Regions from separate parts of the Mus musculus genome. Here all the other regions are linked to region 1. The links are chromatin contacts, called in public HiChIP or PLAC-seq and promoter capture Hi-C maps. All regions are on one chromosome and are shown on one strand. The core of a region is the stretch at or near the end of the contact, and the rest is flanking DNA. Distances in the headings are between cores, read along the strand shown.

Evidence for each region. Promoter capture Hi-C pulls out the DNA fragments that hold promoters and counts their contacts. HiChIP or PLAC-seq counts read pairs in DNA pulled down with a chosen protein or histone mark.
Region 2: a contact with region 1 is called in an HNF4G HiChIP or PLAC-seq map of pancreatic cancer cells. The contact joins the enhancer-like site here to the promoter of Plxna2 in region 1. A contact is called at or near these places in 4 of 39 promoter capture datasets (the 3T3-L1 cell line, hippocampal neurons, liver and 1 more) and 14 of 115 datasets of contacts at active chromatin or transcription factors (the NIH/3T3 cell line, SST interneurons, VIP interneurons and 10 more).
Region 3: a promoter capture Hi-C map of the 3T3-L1 cell line shows a contact between it and region 1, with 12 times the contacts expected there. The contact joins the enhancer-like site here to the promoter of Plxna2 in region 1. A contact is called at or near these places in 5 of 39 promoter capture datasets (the 3T3-L1 cell line, cranial neural crest, hippocampal neurons and 1 more) and 6 of 115 datasets of contacts at active chromatin or transcription factors (SST interneurons, astrocytes, differentiating embryonic stem cells and 3 more).

What each region holds. Positions count from the first base shown.
Region 1 is chr1:194,617,227-194,621,792 of GRCm38.p6, reverse strand. Plxna2 (plexin A2) reads right to left here and starts at 1,964. Exons shown (of 32, transcript NM_008882.2): 1 at 1,396-1,964.
Region 2 is chr1:193,421,566-193,426,131 of GRCm38.p6, reverse strand. No RefSeq gene overlaps it. Among named protein-coding and RNA genes, the nearest start is that of Camk1g, 54 kb to the right of the region's middle. Within about 2 kb of position 2,416, at least 44 of the 459 cell types and tissues checked have an H3K27ac peak or open chromatin away from gene starts, as enhancers often do. A contact at or near this core is called in pancreatic cancer cells, where this site is marked.
Region 3 is chr1:193,524,801-193,529,366 of GRCm38.p6, reverse strand. No RefSeq gene overlaps it. Among named protein-coding and RNA genes, the nearest start is that of Mir205hg, 17 kb to the right of the region's middle. Within about 2 kb of position 2,361, at least 8 of the 459 cell types and tissues checked have an H3K27ac peak or open chromatin away from gene starts, as enhancers often do.

The DNA.
Region 1 (4,566 bases), core at 715-3,214:
GTAGGAGTTTTCCAGGGTGATTACACAGAAAGTTGTGCATTTCAATTAGGAACAGCTGAATTCCTCCAGCCAGGGTTAAGCTCCTCTAGGAGCACGGGTTCTTACTGGAAAGCCCCAACATTCATAGTCAGCCCAGAGCGAAGAATGAAGTTTCAAGATCTGGAAAGAGACTGAGTATGACAGGCCTGCTATTGTGTGGAATTGCAGAGAGCTGAACCTGACTCCAGGTCTGTTGAAAGCAGCCATCTCAGTATTGTCTGTGTTCTAGCCCAGATACTCAACTGTACAGACCTGGTCCACTGCAAGGATGGCTGTGTCTCAAAATGTCTAATCCCCCACAGATGGCCTTCAGAGACATCTGGTAGCCTCACTCCCCAAAGCCATCCACCTCTGTCTGTTGTGCATATGAGTGGCTAGAGAGTTAATCTGTCTGTGATCTTGGATCTTCACTGAACATTCTTGCCCTCAACAACTACTCTCCTTTCCAGATGGTAGGGACTGACCTGTTCTCCCAAGTTGCACCCCCTCCCTCCCCCCAGCTTTTTCTCCCTCTTATCTCTACTTGAGCTATTTGAAGAGATAGCCCTTCCTAGGGCAAGGGTCATGTTAAACAGGTGGGCATTTTTGAGGGCCCTAGGAATGACATTTTCAGCTTTTGACATACAGCTCAAGATGAACATTTACGAAGACTACCTATGAGTAAAAGAAACTGGAATTTTCTAAGATCCTATCACTTCGTGAGGTAGGGCAAAAAAGAGTACATGGAGGGAAATGAGCTTTAAGGAGCCTCTTGGACTCTGGACAAACTCCCACTTCAACCAGCACCACTGTTGCTCAAACCAAGGGGGCTGGCCCCAGCTGGGCACTATGCCATGGGGGATGGGGACAGGAACACTTAACTACAGTGCTTCCAAACCGTTCTCACAGATTCCCGGAACGCACGCAAAGGATGCCTTCTCCTTCCCGGTGATTCCCAGTCTACTGAACCACTGGAACAGCCAGCGGCCACCCGGGACTACACTGCCTGGTGAACGCCCCCCAACCGGCCTCCGGCCATAGTCGCTCCAGGCTATCTTGCTAGTGCCACGGAGGCCCTCTCTGGGCTCCAACCCTGGGACGACCTCGTCGCTCAGGCGCTCCCCAGAGCTGCAGACAGCCGGCAGGTGCGCGCTATAAGCGCGCCACGGAGCGCCGGAACCACCAGAGCCGCTGGAGTCTATGGCCCGGAAGCCTGGACAGGAGACTGCAGCTGCGAAAGTGGCGGATCACGCGCGTATACTCGCCGCCACAACCAAGCCGGGGCCGGGGCCGGGACCCCAAGGGGACCTGAGGAGGCTGCGCCGGAGGAACCGCCGCGGGAGCGCGCTCGGGGAAAGGGCGGAGGGCGCTGCTTACCCAGCTCGGCAGTGTCTGTCTGTCCCTGCGTCCCCTCTTCGTCCGCTCAACTGGCGGTTGCCCAGGGCAGCGTGCGCCCAGTCCTGCCTGACGGGAGTCACACTGGCAGCCAGTTCCACATGTAACCCAGGATCATTAAAATCCTCGGCCCGCGCCGGCCGCTTGCCTGTATTCCTGGGGTGGCCCCCGAATGGTTCCTCGCGTCTTCGTCCCAGTCGCTTGTGCGCAGGGACCCGGTTGTGAAGGGGCGTGGGGTCCCGCAGGGTCCCTCCGGGGCGGCTCAAAGCCGGGTGTCTTCAGTTTTCTCCAGCACGACTTTCCGGGCTGCTCTGACATCAGCGATCCCGCGCTTCCTTCCCTTCTGCTCCTGGCTTGCTCGGCCCTATTTCCTCCAGGAACCGCTGCCAGCTCTGTCTGCGACCGGGCCCATAAGCTCCCCGCGGCTCCACGGCTCACGGGTCCACCAGATCTGATCGCTCGTCTTCAGCTGAAGGATCCCAGCAGCTGCTCCAGCCGCCCCCACTCGGCTCTGCGCGGACAGTGCTGCGCGCAGCGCGGCTCAGCTCAGCTCCGGTGGCGGCGCCCTCAGCCGGCCTCCTATATTACCGCTCAGCTCATTATCATAGAGGCCGCGTTAACCCCCTCCCCGCCCACGCGCCCCGCCCGCGCAGACCGAATACCCTAGCTGGTCCACCCAAGAACCCGGCAGAGCTACGGCTCTGCAGGCGTTCTGCTCGCTCAGTTTGGACCACCAGACACTGTCAGTAGTCAAGGGCCCAGAAAGGTTGTACCAGGGTCTAGGGACTCATGTCTTGGGGCCTGGTAAGCCAGCTGGCTAGGCTTCGGGAGGGGATCAGAGTGATGAGAGCACCCCATCCCCTCGCGTGGCGTCACCTGTCACCAAGCAAAGCCTCCCCTCCTTTCTCTTCACCTGTGAGCTAGGGGTGAGTGTGGAGGGACATATATTACTGATGGGCTTGAGATGGGGTGTCGGATTTCGGAACAGCAAATTTCTCTACCCTACAAATTCTAGAAAGCCAACGAGCTGTCAAAAGAGGTTTGAAGTTGTTGATAATTATTTCTACATTTTAAAGAGGAGTCTGGCTTTGCATCTCCGGTTTCCTGTTCCATTGGAAAAGGAGGTAGGGGCTGACTCGGGTGGGTGCTGTGGAAACCATAGTACCAGGAGCGTTTGCATTATCCAGACCCGCGAGCCCGCCTCGTACTGGAGGCAGAGGGTAATGGCTAGAAGATTAAGACAACTTTAATATCCCCAGAAAAGAGGATTTTTCAGTCCTGGTTGCTTCCGCGCTCACGGGTCTTGATTCCTTGGTTCGTAGTCTGTGAATCTGCAACTGCGGCTACGGCTTTCCCGCGAGGGCCTGTGCAAGCTATACCCCTGCAAGGTCTCAGGGTCTTCGAATTCCCCGATGGAGATTGAACACACCGAGTTTACTCAACACATCAAAGTGTCTGACAAATGTCCCCTACTGCCCTCTTGTGGCCATACTCTTCACCGGTATAAAAAGAAAGAGGGATGTGGGATGCTTCTGAAAGCATATAAAAACAGTTGACTGAATTCTCAGTAGGAGAGAGAGAGAGAGAGAGAGAGAGAGAGAGAGAGAGAGAGAGAGAGGAAGAAGAAGAAGAAGAAGAAGAAAGAGGAGGAGGAGGAGAAGAGAAGAGAAGAGAAGAGAAGAGAAGAGAAGAGAAGAGAAGAGAAGAGAAGAGAAGAGAAGAGAAGATCACTTTCATCAACTATATTAGAGACACGGGATTTTGGGATGTAGAGTTGGCTGTTTGGTAGTTTGGTTGGTTTGGTTTTCTTCACTATGTATCTCTGGCTGTCCTGGAACTCCTTACTACAAACCATAGTGGCTAAGACCTCACAAAAATGTGCTTGCCTCTGCCTCCCAAGTGCTAGACTCAAAAATATATGCCACCACACTGGATACCTGGTCCAATTAGCTATTCTTAAAAACAAAACATGGTTACCTCATTTAAAAACTCTTAAATTAATCAATTCATTAATTGCCTAAAATTTGTTTCCGGTAAGTTTCACTAGCTGTTGCCAATTTTGTCCTTTGGAGCCACAAAGAATCTGAATTCTGTGATGCACACCTATCTTGTCCTTTGAATTTATGTAACATTTATTTTTGATAAAATGCCCAGTGATTCTCACATTTATTCTTCCTCTATTATTGTTTATGTCTGCATGTGAGTGTGTCTTCCCTCTTTACACAAATGATCGTTATTCTTTATTTCTGAGTACGCTGGATTGAAGGCACAATTTGTTAAGGAAGATAAAGGGAAGGTGCTATCAGATTCTGTTACACTTTTGCCATGTTTTTAATGAGAGGAACAACAGTCTAGCCAGCTTCCCCTGAGACCATCCTTAGTAGAGCAAGGTAAGTGATAAAGCTCTCTGTTGAATATAGGGCCTTTAATTCTAAATCAAGTGCTGTATGACTATGTGTGTGTTGTGTCTTATCTCTTGCCTCTTCTCAGTGCCTCAATTTAATCTCATTTTTGAGATGATTACAATACAATTTAAATAATTTCAGTTACACATCCCCACCCCTGTGATCTAGAAATAAACCCTTAAATGAAGAATGGGGGGTACATTAAATGAAAGTGACTCCTCCACATATACCCATCCTGTTCTTTTCTCCCCACACTTGCCCTGCCTGTCATGAATAAAGGAAGAGAGAGGGAGAGTGTGGGAGAAAGAACACCTACAGACAGATCACACTGCAGGCTGGGTGACATGATGCCACCCTACTCCCACATTGCCACTGAGCATCATCTGAAAATGGAGCCAGTTAAGGATGTGACTTCAGAAGCCTAATCTATGAGGTACCTGGAAGCAGCACCCTTGTCTTTCCTAGGTGACCCCAACTTTCCCATTTCTAAGATGAGATTCTAACTTGAAATCTCCAGGAACCTGGTAGGTTAAAACCAGATGTGGAGGTATTTGAAGAATTGATAGTATCCTTAAAATGGAAAGCTGTTGATATGAATCTTATTAGTTGTTGTGTGACAAAACTTTTCATAGGTAGATGCAACACACATCTACTCACTCCAGCTAGGGATCTCTTGACAATCCAAAGCACAGACACTACCAAAGTCCAACTTGGTGAACCAATGAGTTTTGTTGGGGTTGCTGACAGA
Region 2 (4,566 bases), core at 1,167-3,666, 1.2 Mb after region 1:
GGTGGCAATGATTATGAGGGTCAAACACATTAAAAATTCAGTTCCTTTAACACATGCAGTCTCAAAAAAAAAAAAATCCAAAATCTCATAGACGTTTAGCTATGAGTTCCTGTAAATAAATAAATAAATAAATAATAAAAATAAATCAAAATTAAGTTAGATACTTCCTTACTTCAAAAGGGAAGAACCAGGGCACATTCATAATCCGAACAAAGCAAAACCAAATTCCAACTTCATAATAATTCAAGGTCCAACCAATGTCTGGGATCCACTCATGAACGTCTGGGCTCCTCCAAAGGTTGGGTCACTTCTCCAGCTTCTCCCTTTGCAGCACACACAGCTGCTTTTCTAGGCTTTTGCTGGCTCACTCCACTGCTGCTGCTGTCCTTGATGGTCATCCCATAGCGCTGGCATCTCTACAACGCTGGAGTCCTCTGTTGTAACTGGGCTGCACATTCACCAATAGTCTCTCATAGGCTCTCTTCTTGGTGTCAAGTCTCAACTTCTCTATATTGACCCCTTAAATCCCATGCCTTCAACTGCTTCTGAGGCTGCAGCTTCTCCAGTGGACTCTCCTGGCCTCTCACAGTGCCAAGCTTCAGCTGTTCTTCATGATCCCTTCATGATTTTAAAACTAGTGCCACCTTAACTACCAAGTTTGGCTGCCAGCACGATGTGCAACCTTAGCTGACTCTGGAATACATCTTCTGTCTGCTCCCAGGAAACACTTCCCAGAAGATTTTAATTCAGTGATACTGGTTTCTTGTTAATTACCACCAATTTCTCAGCTTCAGCTGACCAGCCTCAAGTATCCCAGGAAAGCAAAGGTTTCACTTTAGTAGTTCTGGTATTTCGTTCTTCAGCCTCAGTAACCAGGGCAATATCCCTTTCAGTATCAGCTCCTGAGTCCTTACGGTGGTTGAGGGAAACTACAGAGAAAGAAGTTGGGTCTCAGGACTAAGAAATTTCCTGGAGAGATGGGGAGCAGAGGCCGGGAAGCCTGGGCTTGAAAGTCTGACATTCTGAGAGAAAGCCTGTGGTGGTTTGGATGAGAAGTGTCCCCCAAATGCCGAGGAATTTGATCATTGTGTCCCCAGTTGGCGGTGATGTTTGGATAGGCTAGAGGTGTGGCTTTGCTGGAGATAGGCTTTGAGAGTTTGCTTCTTCTGCTTTCTGTTTGTGGTTGAGGATGTAAGTGCTCAGCTCCCTGTTTAGGCTGCCCTGCCTGCCTGCCTGCCTGCCTGCCTGCCTGCCTGCCTGCCTGCTTGCTGTCACGCTTTCCTGCCATGATGAACTCTTAAAATTCCTCTGGAATTTTAAGCCAAAATAAACTCCTTCTATAAGTCGGTTTTAGACCTGGTGTTTATTGCAGCAACACAAAAGTAACAAATACCAAGTCACACAAGGTCCTGATTATTTGTTCTGATGTTTTTTTTGTGGGTTTCTTTTTGTTTTGTTATTTCACAGTTACTGGCATTTTTGCCTGAATGTATGTATATGAATCATGTGCATGCCTAGAACCCAGGAAGGCCACCCAGGGTGTCAGACCTCTTGGATCTGGAACTACAGATGGCTGTGAGTCCCCATGTCAGTGCTGGGAATCAAACTTGGGTTCTTTGCAATAACAGCCAGTGCTCTTAACTCTGAGCCATCTCCCTATCCCAGGGGTCCTGCGTTTAAGGTTATCGTGAGAGAAACTCATGAAAGGATTAACTGTACAAAAGGAACAAGCCATGTCTCCATTTATTCAGAGCCCCCACACCTTGGAGTTGTTCCCAGTCCCTTGTCTGGAAATCCTGCTTTGTTCTGTCCCCAAAAGTGCCTGAAAATCTTGTTCCCGGCAATCTGATGATCACAGGCATCAAAAGACACCCATTTTGCCGTGGCAGCCTCCCAGTCTGGGCTGAGAAAGAGCCCGCTGCATTCCTGCTGCTCCTGGTCAGATCCTGTCTTCAGAACCAGAGACATTCAGTGCCCATCTCCCACCAAGCAACAGCAAGGGCACTTCTCCCCTGACCCCGCTCCTGTGCCACCTTCTCCTCCCGGCCTCCCTGCCCATCGCTAATACTCCAGACGGGCTGGAAGGAAGGCCTCGGGCAAATATTGGCTCTTGAAAGGTTAATAATTTACAAATGAACTACAGCTGATAAGAAGTCTGGGCTTCCGCTGCCAGGATACAGGGGGACGTGATATGCATGCAGTTGGCTTCCCACAGTGGAAACAAAGCACAAGGAGGCAGGAGACCCCTTTATAAAAGCCTCGGATGGTTAAGCCTCATGTAACAGTGGGAGCTGTGAGATAGGGGATTTGGTCAAACCACAGCAAAAATGTGCGGTAGAGGCAGCCCCCTCTGTACAAGTCTATGCTGCCTCAGTACAGTCCACACTTCAAGCCAGGAAGCACATGCATTTTCTTTATTCAACTGCACACACCTGCCCTTCACCTCCTCTACCTCCCACACGGCTCCTCTCTGGAGATACAGGCGCTCCTATAAAGGCAGGTGCTTCTATTGGCTCTTCCACGGGGGATGGGGGGACAAACAAAGGTCATTTCATAAGCCATTTGGGAATACATGGGACTTCAGAAGGGCTCTAAAAATGCAGGGACAGCCTGCACATTTGGGAGCCTGGAAGAGACCACAATGAATGGACTGAAGAAGTGACTGCAAAGAGAGGAGGAAATGAGAAAGAGGGGGAGGACTGTTTGCATGAGGGATCACCATAGTGAGATCCAGGAGGAAAGGTGAGGCCCAGGCAGAAATGGCTGACAGATGGGAGCCTGAGGGACCATCTATTGCCGGGCACCTATCCATTGTACAGACCGACACACATGAAGACATGTTCAAAAGAGAGGACATTTAATCATTTCAGGGATTTTTCTCTTGTACAGGATAGAGCCTCCTCTCATGAATCTCTGCTAAGAGGTCCCCCATGAGCCAGCAGGATGGTGATGCCTGCCTCGTCCTATGCTGACCTCACCCTACAGCCCAGTACAGAGCCCATCCCAGGTCAGAGCCCAGCCCAGCACAGAGCCCAGCCCAGCACAGAAGCCAGCCCAGCACAGAGCCCAGCCCAGTACAGAACCCAGCCCAGCACAGAGCCCAGCCCAGCACAGAAGCCAGAGCAGCAGAGGCTAGCCCAGTACAGAGCCCAGCCCAGCACAGAGGCCAGAGCAGCAGAGGCTAGCCCAGTACAGAGCCCAGCCCAGTACAGAGGCCAGAGCAGCAGAGGCATGCTTACAAATCACCTATATGATCATGTCTTCACATCTCTTCCTGTTGCTGTGATAAAAACACCCTGACCAAAGCAGTTTAAGGGACAGAGAGCTTATTTTTATCCTTGGTTTTTCATCCCTGCTCATCTTGGTAGGGAAGCCGCAGCAGCAGTAGCAGCAGCAGCAGCAGCAGAAGCAGAAGCAGAAGCAGCAGAAGCAGGTGCTTGAGGGAATTGTGCATCTTGCATCCTCAGTCAGGAAGCAGTTAAAGGCAAAACATAGTACTCAGATCCCTTTCTCCATGTGAATAGTCCAGGATCCTACCCAGTCCCCTTTCTCCATGTGGACAGTCCTGGGTCTCGGCCCAGGGAATGATGTCACCCAAAGTAGGTGGGCTGTTCCACCTCAATTAGTTCATTCAGGATAACCCACAGACAGACATGTCCAGAGCCCCAAATCCCAGGTGATTCTAGATTCTGTAATATTGATGATCAATACTAACCATCAGGCTCACACTATACACACATCCATGCAGACACATGTGCACAGATGCAAACACATCCACAGACCTAAGACCATCTAGAGGGGAACCAGAGACCATATCAAAGACTTGCAGAACAGGTAAGATCCAAGGCTGTGGGTTCTAGTGCAAAGTCCTTGAGCCCTGTGCTCCCTATTCTGAAATGTTCTTCTTGATCACAACCACATACTTCCCATGTTTGCCCATTCATCTTCCCAGAGGTTCCTGGCCAGCGGAGCTGCCCTCCCTGTGTCCTGGGTAGCTGCTGTCCCTGGCCAGAGGGGTCTCAGCAGCTGTGTTGCTGAGGAGAGTTCCCTGGTTACAGCTACTCAGATCAGAGGCTGTGCTTCCTACATACAGCAAGATGTATGACATCACATTTTCTATAAGGTGAAGGTTTGTCCAGAAAAGCAAAGACTCAGGGACAGGAAGCCACACAGTCAGGGAGCTCTGAAGGAAGGGCCCAGGTTCTGTGATAGACCCTGCAAAATTCTGTGTACAGGCTGCTTAAATCTAGATTAGCTTTGATTTAATTTCCTTGCAAAATAATAATGCTAATTAGCACTATTCATATTAATGCCAATGAATATTAATTACATAGTTGATGGACAGAGATCTAATTCAACCCTATTCAGATACCTGCTTCCTGCCCATGCCTCTGGTTAGAAGGATCTGATTCTCAATCACACAGCCCTGTATTTGTGGCTTCATTTTTTCTCTCTAGCCACTTATTTCCCTCTTGCCTTCAAAGAAGGACCATGAGGTCTGTAAAAGGGAGAAGCCACATCCTCTCTCTCTCATTTTACCTCATACACCACACCCTGGTACTTGCA
Region 3 (4,566 bases), core at 1,112-3,611, 1.1 Mb after region 1:
AATATAAGGATCATTGCCATTAAGTACATCTATGGTATTGTACACTACAACCATCCTTCTCCAGGACATGTCCTTCTTTCTAGCCCAAATGTCCCATTCAACAATAGCACCCTGCTTTCTTCTTCCAAGTGCTTGGTACTTTCTATCTGTGAGTCTGACAGTTGTATCACCCCATATCTATGGGTTACAGGATGCTTATCTTTCCATGGCCACCTTAAATTATTTAGTATAGTGCCCAAGAATATCCCTGTAGTGCATGTCAGGGTCTGCCTCCTCTATATGCTATTTTATTCCGCTATGTATGGATGGAATATTGTTTTCTCATTTCTCTACTTATAGGCATTAGAGTTGCTCCTGACTCCCAGCTTCAGTGTGGAATGCTACAGTGAGCAATCATATATGGTTATTCTTGACTACCTCTACAGTTTTATACCCAGCTAAAATATTTCTCCTTTTAACCTCTTCCAAATAGTCTTTATTCTACTACCTTAAGTCCTTGTTAGGTAAACCCTCTTCCTCTTCATAATAAGGAAACCTTTGAGTTATTTCCTTTTTCAGTCCAGGCATTAGAAGGTCTTTCAGTCTTTCTGTCAGTCCTCATACAATGTTTTCCACATAACCTCAGCAGCCTAATACATTTCTCTGGATAAACCTTATATTACATTAACTTTTGTGAAAACCACATACTATTGTTTTGTTCTCTGCTTCCAGTCCAGTGAGAAGCCCTTCACTTTTCAAAATTAACATCTGTAAAATAAGGGGTCTTCCCTATCTGTGGTTGTATAATTGATTTTAAGCTTCGGTGCAGTAAATTAACATTCATAGGTGCTAAATATCACCTTAATATTTGACTCAATCTTCTAGTCTAAAAAGATGGTGGTGGTGGTGATGTGTGTAGTTTATGTACATGTTTGCCTGTAGTTGTGTCGTCTATAGGTACACAAGCACAGGCATACAAAGGCTAGAACAGATGATAGCTGTCTTTCTTGACCCCTCTTCACCTTATTTTTAAGTCAGGCTATCTCACAGAACCAGGAGCTCATCATTTATTAGGCTAGACTGACCGGACAGTGAGCTTTAGGAATCTGCCCATCTCCTGAGGCCACCAACACTGGGATTACAGGAGCATGCCACTGCACCCAGCTTTTCTGTGAGTGCTAGAGATCCAAACTCAGATCCTCATGCATTTTACTGACTAAGACATCCTCTCGGGCCCTAGAGATTATTTCTAAGACTATATCCCATATAACTAAGTTTACAATAGTGAAGCTTAGAAATCATATCTATTACTATGTTTCTTCTAAGAAGTCCTCTGCAGTGTTGCACAGCAAGGCAACTGTGGTCTTAGCTACTGAGTTCATTGTGGAAACTGTCATCCAGCATATGGGGGTAGAAGAAACTGAATTGCTTGTTGCTATTTCATTAGTGGGGAGGGGGGCGTGTGTGTGTGTGTGTGTGTGTGTGTGTGTGTGTGTGTGTACGGTGAGGGAGGAGTGTCAGGACCTTGGTATTCTCATGTCTGAGTGGAGGAACAGGATAGTGCTAACCAGAGGCAGCACTGTCACTTGGACAGGAAATACTCTGCTGTACTTGGTACTTGGTACTCTAAGTACTTGGTACTCTAAGTGTCCAGCATTCAATGAAACGGTGCCCCTTAGTCTCGTCACTACAAAAATCCAAAACAACAGTATGTGCTCCTAGAAATCCTGAATGAGACCCACTAGGAGATCACCAATAATCTCCCCTTTTGTCCCTGGATTTCTTGATCTACAATTCCAGCAGACAGATGCTTTGAAATTTCTAATCATTAATAAGTTTTAGACAATAACGTGGTATGTTATTGGGGTTCATTTTCTCGATAAAATAAAGGCAGGCAGTTCGTTCAATTTCAGTAGGCATGAGATGTTTTTTATCCAATATTTTTTTAAAAATTAACAGGAGTAACAAATTGCAAATCAAGACCTCAAGAAAAACTGGTACATAATTAATCATTTAAGTCAATCAGATGAAGAGCTGAGATAAATAAAACATGTTGACAAATTATTATCAGAGCATCACAACAAAGCAAGCCAGCTGCAAAACCCATGCTTTTTACCTTTGTTTGAAAGTGTAAAAGCCTGACATGTCTCTTATGCTCTGCTGTGCCTTGAAATTCTCTTGCAGATCAAAAGACTTCACTCAAATCCAGAGAATTATCTCTCTGTGCAGAGCCATGTGTTTGCTTCTTTCAGAACAAATAACTTAGACCATCAACCCCGATTCTCCTAAGAAAGCTTATTTTCCTCATTACAACACTTTCCTGCCCTCTACTCCACAAACATCAGCCCCTTTCCTACCTTGCACCCCAACCCAGGCAAGCCAGAGCCAAGCAGCTTGCTTCCCTTCAGCAGAAATAGTATAGCTATTCAAGGTCTCTATGACCTCCTGTTCAGAAAATATTTTCTTCTCAAAGCAGAAGATACCCCCACAAAAGTATCTGACCCCTTCAAGGCTTGGCTTCTGAGCAAGTCTGGACAGCAAGGGACGGTTGTGAAATTAAATGAGGTCTCCTCTTCCCCACCCCCACTCTTGGTAGTGAGGAAAAAAAGGGGGGGTGGGGAGAGCTTTCTTGAAACAATGAACCATGGCAGGCTTCTTTTCCTCTCCAACAGGTCTAAGATGGAGCATCAGCAAAACATGTCATGTCATGTTCCGATGCCAGGATGCGAAGTGAAAGCATTTACACTGACTTTGCAGAGGGTGAAACCTGAGATGCCTGGTCTCTTATAGCTAGCTTTTGCCTTCCTTAGTGGTCTTTGGGGAAAGGGAAAAGATGCCAGGGATTTGGTGTCTACACAGGAAGGAGAGATGGAAAAGGAAACAGAGAGAGAAGGAGACAGAGACACAGAGAGACACAGAAAGAGACAGAGAGACTGAGACAGAGACAGAGATCTGCATAGTTAGATGGGGAAAAAATGGAAAGTTGAGCCCAAATATCAAATTCATTTTAAAATTAAATTTCTGCTAATTACCTGGCACAGCCATCCATTCCTGGTCAACTGTTTTCCAAAGAAATGGATCTAGGTATCTAATTGATATCTAAGTGTCTATTGGTACCTCGCATTAGACAAAGGCTTTATGTTTTCATAGATTTCTCTGCCATAAACAGAAGAAATGGAACTACCTATTCTTGGTTAAGGAAAAGGCCAGTAAAATGGGGAATATATTGTAGTTATTGGGATTCAAGGTAATGAAATCACCAGCAGGAGTTCTACAGCAAAGGCTATTTTAAAACAGCCCATATTGCCATCTTAGTGACTGAGTCTATGGGAGTCAACGTAGGTTCACAGTCTAAAGGAAGAGTAATCATAGTGGGTGGAAATTATTAGATTCAAGTCACATTAAAACACTAGAGTTGATAGGTTGTCATAACGATTGGCATATGGAAAGCAAAGCATCTAGAAGAATCACAGGTAACTGCTGAAGGCATGAGAGCTCAGTGGGATGTAAGAGATCAACTGTGAAGGGAAGATGAACTCAGTTACGTATAGGTTCGGTTTGAGTCCTGTGGAATACCCAGATAAAGATGATGAGACCCTCGGAGGAAAGAACCTTAGGCTTAAAACAAAGACACGGAATGAGGCTTTGACTCTGGGAAGCACTAGATATGGAAAGCTCCTCCAGAGGATATATGTGATGCAGTGGAGAAGTCTATATCCCTCCAGTCCCTCATAAGAGAATTCCCAAATCACACTCCCAAAGTGCTTCAGAATTGACCATCATCTTGGATATTCAAGAAAGACGCTGCATTAGTGAGGGACATCTTATCAAGTCACAAAAGGCCTCGGTTAGTCCATTACCTTTCAGTAATAGGTGTGCACACATGTTCACATGGGCACATACAAAATGTATATAGATGCCACGGTCAATCTCAGCTATCATTTATCCTCAGATGCCATTCGCTTTATTTTTTCAGACAGACTCTTTTACCAGGCTGAGTATCCCTGCTTAGACTAGGCTGGCTGGTCAGTGAGCCCCAGGGATCCTCCTGTTTCTACCTCTCCAGAACTGAAATTGTCAGCCTGCACCACCATGCAGGGAAGGACCTGAGCATGTTTAAGAGAACTCCAGGGCTTCGTCCCAACAGCTCCAAACTCCTCTCAAGCCTCCTCAGATTCCTCTCATCCAAACTAAAGTCCATGTGTCCACATAACCAGCAAACAGCATCTCCCTCAGTGCAGCCCAGCAGTGAAAGGCAAGAATTGGGCTGAGCAGGGGGAAGGAAGAAAAGAGGGCCAGTGTGCACTGCCAAACTAGGGCAGGTCTGAGGCTGTCCCTCTAGTTACAAACCTGCTTAAGTTCCAGATATTCAGATGTCAAATCAAGCCCACTCTTGGTGGTAAAACCTTCGACCACGTGTGGTATTCTAGCACTCAGGATGCTGAGGCAGGAAAACATTTTAAGTTTAAGATAGAAAGAAGGAAGGGAGGGAGGAGGGGGAAGAGAGAAAGGAGTGGGGTGGGAGAGAAGAGAAGAGGAAGGGGAAAAGGCAAAACAGAGAAAGTTGGTTAAAAATGTTTTAGGCTG